Linked DNA regions of Rattus norvegicus: region 2 is linked to region 1. A link is a contact called in public Hi-C data. All regions are on one chromosome and are shown on one strand. The core of a region is the stretch at or near the end of the contact, and the rest is flanking DNA. Distances in the headings are between cores, read along the strand shown.

The links. A called contact is a pair of places that touch in the nucleus more often than the background predicts.
Region 2: a contact with region 1 is called in a Hi-C map of liver, with 2.9 times the contacts expected there. The contact joins the promoter of Hey2 here to the promoter of Hddc2 in region 1. A contact is called at or near these places in 11 of 12 Hi-C or Micro-C datasets (the A7r5 cell line, the Rat2 cell line, Schwann cells and 7 more) and 1 of 1 datasets of contacts at active chromatin or transcription factors (oligodendrocytes).

Annotation. Positions count from the first base shown.
Region 1 is chr1:28,131,322-28,134,524 of GRCr8, forward strand. Hddc2 (HD domain containing 2) reads right to left here and starts at 1,656. Exons shown (of 6, transcript NM_001108460.1): 1 at 1,550-1,656; 2 at 391-512. The coding sequence starts at 1,618.
Region 2 is chr1:28,639,485-28,642,687 of GRCr8, forward strand. It overlaps Hey2 (hes-related family bHLH transcription factor with YRPW motif 2), which reads left to right and starts at 1,616. Exons shown (of 5, transcript NM_130417.1): 1 at 1,616-1,763. The coding sequence starts at 1,681.

The DNA of each region.
Region 1 (3,203 bases), core at 406-2,905:
GTAAACGCTTGTCTTGTTTCTGAGAATTTAATAGAAACTTGCTGATTATCTAAAGAGATGCTACCTCTTTATAGCTGTGGCCTTAAAATGGCTATCACTACTCATCAAAGCTGCTAGTTCAAAGCAAAATAAATGCTAATGCAAAAATGGAATTCAGTACCTAGGAAGCGCAAGGCCCTGGGTTCGGTCCCCAGCTCCGAAAAAAAAGAACCAAAAAAAAAAAAAAAATGGAATTCACACATATTCACCCTTCAAGGCCCTAACTTTCCACTTGTTTCTCCTGAGACCAACGTATACTCTAACAACAGAAAATCTACTGTGTTTTACAACTGAGTAATCCTCACGCAGAGTCCAGAGATGTTCACAAGCATCAATGTTCAAATAACTTACCTATCCTTGTTAAGACGGTCATCTCTGGTCACCATAGCCATAACTGCCATCCGGTACATGTGATCTGACACGCTTTCCGGCTTCTCAACGTTTCTATATACCCAGCCAGTCCGTGGGACTCTCTAATAAATAAGATAAGGGGTTAAACAAACAAAAAACCATCACTGGAAACAACAAATCCAAAAGGTGCTCTTGAAGAAAATGCCAGAGAATGGCCACAGAGCCACATATCAGCCGAGTCATGATTTCAAACATATTTTTAAACAATGCTTTATTTAAACTAATCGTAGCGATCAAAATCCGAAATCAAACTAGTGAGTGGGCAAAATGCAATTCACGAGTATACGAAAGTCTAATAGTCTTTACTCCGTGCTACTGAAGTATAACTGTGGGACAAAAACACAAAAAGGTTTTAGACATAAAAGCAAAACTGGTGGTAAGCCTGGTGGTACATGCCTGGAATCTCAGAACTCAACAGGGGAAGACTCAAGTTCCAGGCTCCCAGCCTGTGTTGCCCATCTGGTCTCCATACTGTGTTGTAGTTAAGAAAAAATGCAAAGCAAAGCCCCTATATTTTTCCTAACTACGAGAGGAGTAGGGTTTTGCTGTCAAAAAAAATTTCATACAGTAATAGAATATTTTGTACATATAACATGTAACAGACTCCCCAGTTCTAACTCAGATGGCTTGGAGGAATTTCCACGGCAGTGAAGCCTTTTATTCAGATCATGATGTGATCATGTGAGTCTGCATTTTACCTGGGAGTTCTATGTTTCTAAAGGATTTCACAAACAGTAGTCACAGTGTCAGGGAACAGCTCGTCTTGGAACGTAGGGGGCTCTGCACAAGCTCTGCACAAGCTGGTGCACGCTGAAACCGAATTACTGAAACGGTCATTTCCGGAAGTCACGGCGACAGAGGAAGGTCTCCACTACTCATAAGCAGGGGCCACACTCCGGCCTTCCGCTGCAGCTCCGCAGCACCGCCCATGACCTGGGCTGTGGCGGCGCCCCGCAAAGAATCCTCGGCTGGGTTCCCGCCAGCTCCTTCCCGGCACATCCAGGCCGCACGAGGCGGGGCTGAGCGAGGGAGGTTGCGTGAGGTCGGAGCCTGAGCTGGACCCCGCCGCCTCCCGGCCCGGCCGAGCCCACTCGCTCACCTTGAGCTGCCCGACTAGACGCAGAAAACGCAACAGCCCGGCCTGGCAGTTGGATGTGGCCGAAGCCATGCTGGAGTGTAAAGAGCTGGTTGGTGACGTCCTCAGGCCCCTCCCCACTCTCCTTTAGCTCCTCCCCACTGTCTTTCGGTCCCTCCCCTCTCTTTGGCTCCTCCCCACAGCCCCACTTCCTTCTTTGGGGGACGACCTTCTCTGAATGGACTGCCCAATGCTCAGGCTTTGGGTGATCTCTGCTCAATTAACTACCATCAGCTTTCACATGGATCGCAGCTTGACGCTAAGGGCAGAAAGGCCTGAAGAGGACGAGGCTGGATAATGTCTGCAAACCTTATCTCTTAGAAGCCCAGTGTCTGATTGGCAGGAAGAGCTAGCTCTAAGGAGCGCCACTTAAAGGCCGAACATCCATAACCAGTTTAACAAAGGCACTTGGCCAAGCCTGTGAAGGGAAGAAATGAGAAGGGAGACTTTGGAGGAAGCAGGCAATGGGCTAGTAAAAGCAAGCCCATGCTGAAACCACAAGCATCCATTCTGCCCGAAACTCATCAGCGTTTTCCAGGACTTGTTTCCATTGACAGTTTAACGGTACAAGATTTTAAGGGCAGTTAATGAATATGGGCAAAACTCAAGGAGAATCAAGGATATGGATAAAATTCAAAAAGAAAGGGAAATAAAAAGGAATCCCATTTTATTTGTACCAAAGTAGGTTTATTTATATACAGGGCACTAAAAGCTGGTGGTTCTGATGAGCCATCGTCTGTTCTTGTTTCTTATTGCTTAATACACCTATCATGCCTTCCATTTGAGCCAGAATTCTGTACCAGGAACTATGGTAGAAAATGTATAGTCATCATAGCATAAGGTTGGTATAGAATGTTACTCAGTATAGAACTCAAGGCAGCATCCATGAGCAGTATCCGGGATTATTATAAGTCAGCTCTATAGCAGAAATTAAAAGTTGGCGGTGTAGTATAGCGAAGAAGCACTTGTATACATGAGGTCCCAAGTGATCTCCAGCACTTGGTAGGTGAGCTATTTATCACTTTGTGTTATCTGTAAAATAAAAGCACAAGTTTCAGGTGCCAGCACTGCCAGGCTGCCTTGCTGTGCTGAGTTCCCAGGTGTAGAGGGCCTATTCCTGTTTTTGTATATAATCCCTATCTGCTTTCTCCCTATAAGTCACACTGTTAGACACTCAAATCAGCGTGTTCGAATCAGAAGTTATCACTAAACATTCCTGTGAACATGGCTGTTTAGAGCATAAAACATTCTGAAAGTCATAACTAGGACTTTATGGAAGTAGAATATTTTCAATTAGCACCTTGCTTACCACCCTAGTTTGACAGCGTGAACTTGGGAGAATTAGGGGGCTCTTTATTCAGAGAATCAGGCAATTTGTACTCTGAGGGTTACGAATATTCACATGAGTATAGTATTTAATGACAACATCAAGCCATATGTGGCAAGAACATGTTTCCCCATAGAGGCATATGAATAATATCAGCTGAAGTAAACTCACTCCTATTCCTGGGAAGAGCACAAAACCTCATTCTAAGAACAGTTCTGGGCTTTGAAGAAGCTGCAATTGCAAGACTCTTTCCTTGTTTAATTGGAGTTTTCTCACAAGCACACGAATTCC
Region 2 (3,203 bases), core at 366-2,865, 510 kb after region 1:
TCACACGGTCGTTGAAGGCACCGCGGTGAGGACCGCACAAAAGAGACCAGGGCCTGTAGAGAAGGGGTTTTGTGTTTTAAGGACACGCTGGCTGCAGGTCCTTGGCGTTACTCTGGCTCCTTCCCACTCTCCATCAACCCAATCTGCGCCCAGTCCCGTCTTCTGCTGTCTCTTTTCTCTTGTCCTTTTCCTCCGCACGAGTCTAGTGTAACCAGGGAATGAAGTTTGGAAACGGTGCCTTAGTTAGATTTCCAGGAATATAATTATCTGTGTAAGGTGGAGGGTCCTGGTGATTGATGGATGTCTCTTTCTCAATGGCTTTTTTTCCACAAAGCACAAAGCGGGCCCAGAGAGCATCATGTGGACTCTCTCGCTGGACCCCCACCAACCCACCCAGTGCTGCAGCGCCAGACGGTCCAGAGCACTCCCGGAGACTGTCTTGCTCACTTCCTGAGCTCATGGAAAAGTCGACAGAGTCTGCTCAAAAGCCCCACCGTAAGCAGGGAGACAGCAACTTGAAAATAGTCTGTAAACTCACCTAGAATTTACACAACCCATGCTGTCCCTCCACTGAGAACAAGTGAGCACCGGTAAACTTTACAAAACAAATTCAGTGTACACCTAAGTACGAATCTTCTCGTCCCGATGCTAAAGAACTCCGTGACTGCATACACCTGAGAAGTTGGAGGAATGACTGGGACAAATATTTAATTTGGATAATCCAAGTCCAAAAACTCGAAAACCTACTCAGATTTGTGTCCTAAAATTCCCCGCTTCCCATCAGTAGGAAAGACACCACTCAAGCCTACCATTTACTCTGATAGTTTACAACCCCTCCCTCCAGTTTCTGTGGCCAGGGACACAAAGGAAGTAGCCGAAAGGTGGCAAATCCAACAACGCACCGGGCCAACCTCCTGCGGTTAGGCACCTGGACCCGTAGGCGGACGTCCTATCTGCCCACAACCCAGAGGCTCTGAAGCTGGCGGGGTGAAAAAGTAACTTTGACTTAAACCTTTCAAAATCCCCTGAGGGTCTGGTCATGACCGCTCTGGTCAGCCACTCATCAGCTTGGGTCCAGAGCGGGGACAGCCCAGAGGGGTGGGTCGCCGAGCCTGGCACCCCCACTCCCACCCCCGACGTCACACACGCTCACTCGCGCTCAGCCACACGCTAGCGGTTATTCTTTAAAACTAGGGTAGAAACTTGGCGGGAGAGATCGCGGCTTGCACAGGAGAGCCCAAACCCCGGGAGCCCGCGCCTTAACACGCCCGCCCCGAGCTCTCGCGCCTGCGCCGGCTCCCGCCGCAGTAAGTCAGCGCCAGCGCTCCACTCAGGGCTCCCAGGTGCGCGGCCGCGTTCCCACGCCTCTGCCGACGCCTCTCGGCGGCCATTGGCCAGTGAGGGCCCGCCTCTCCATATTAGCCAATAGAAAGCCAGACGTTCCCAGGGAGGCGGGGACTGGAGAGTGGCACAGGCCCGCAAGCGAAGAAGCCGAGGGGCCCCGCCCGCGCGGGGGGGCGTGGCCAGCGCCGGCTCTTGCGCCTGGGCTGCGGCGTGGGAAAGAGCCTCCAGGAGCCGACCGCGCCGCCGGGGGAGCGGCGCCAGCAGAAGCGGGGCGGGGAGGGAGGGAGGAGGCCCGCGAGGAGCTCAGGGTGTCCGTAGCTCTTCTTTTTCGCCGCGATGAAGCGCCCTTGCGAGGAGACGACCTCTGAAAGCGACCTAGACGAGACCATCGACGTGGGGAGCGAGAACAATTACTCCGGGTGAGCTCAAAGAAGCGGGAGAGTGTCCGGGGAGCTTCGGGTGGAGCGGAGACCGTTGTCCCCGGGAAGTGGGTGCTCGTCGAGCTAGAGTCAGGATGGGGTGAGAGATGGGTTCTCATTAGGCGTGGGACGCGACTGGAAGGGAACTGGACCTGAGTGTGCAGGAGTTGGCGAGGGAGGGTCCCCGGCTGTCAGCGTCGGGCACGGGTACTGGCACGTCCGGGCGACGCCCCCGGTACTGGAACTGTATTTAGGGACAGTTCCAAAATAGGTCAGGAGGAAAGAAAAACAACTGGATTTCTGTTTTGAGAGAAACTGGTATCGCGACTTGAGTTTTTGAGGAGTTAAAGCTAAACAGGCTGAGCTGCGTAGGTTGACAGAGGGTGATCTTGCTGATCCACCCATGGGTGACAGAAGTAAGGAGCCGATGAGGCAGCATAGCTTTGACTGCTTGTCCTAAAGTCTCCAGAAGATCAGCGTTCTGATCACAGGAGACGGACCTCCCGTTTCCTGTGACAGCAAGATTACCCAGGCATTTTAGAGCCAAGGCGGGTCAAATGATAATTGCTTCTAATTGGCATGCCCAGAAGCACCTTAATTATTTATTTGCTGCTGTCACTCAAAGAATGAAATCCTTCCCGAATATAGAAAACTGGATTTATTTCACAGGCTTATTTTAAGACGCAAAAATCAAAGCCTGAAGAGCAAAAAAGATGCTGTTTATCAACTCTCTGGTTAAAGTATTCTTTTAAAAAAATGAAACTGCCGGAGGCTGTCATGTGAAAGGGTGAAATCGGTAGAGAAGGGGTGAGGAAGAAGGAGTTGGTTGATTTCGAATTAAGACCCAGAAGTGAGGCAGTGAGGTGGTAACGGAACTTCTAAAAACGAAAGAGAACACATAAGGAGACCTGGAGATTTTAAGACCCTCAAGAAGTATAGTACCTGTGAATGTCAGAGAGACCAAAAGTCCTAGGATAGTATGCATTAAGTGACCAACTACATAAGCAAGTAATCAGTTGACCTTTTTGTAAACTCAAGGTGGATTGTAACTTCTTGACTTAAGCTTAGTTTCAAGACTAGTGACACAGTTTCATTTTCAAAGTTAAAGCATACAAAGTACAAAGTGAAAAGCTAAATTTCGACTTCCCATCCAATGATATGGTCAGGATATTCATTTAAAGGACCAAGACTCAGAATCGGTTCTCCTTGGGTTATCGAATCTGAGTCGCTGACATTTTGGAATAGTACCGGTATTAGGATTTGTTTTAAAAGTTGCCTGTGGAGACACACTTGGCACGTGGGGCTCATGAACGTTCGATCAGAATGTCTGGCAAGAAGGGACCAAGAGGGACACATCCAGATGGATTGCTGACTTTTAAGGCATACATGAGGAGAAACAGGAGGCACTAATCCCTGACCTCTCACCCCAACTGGATATCA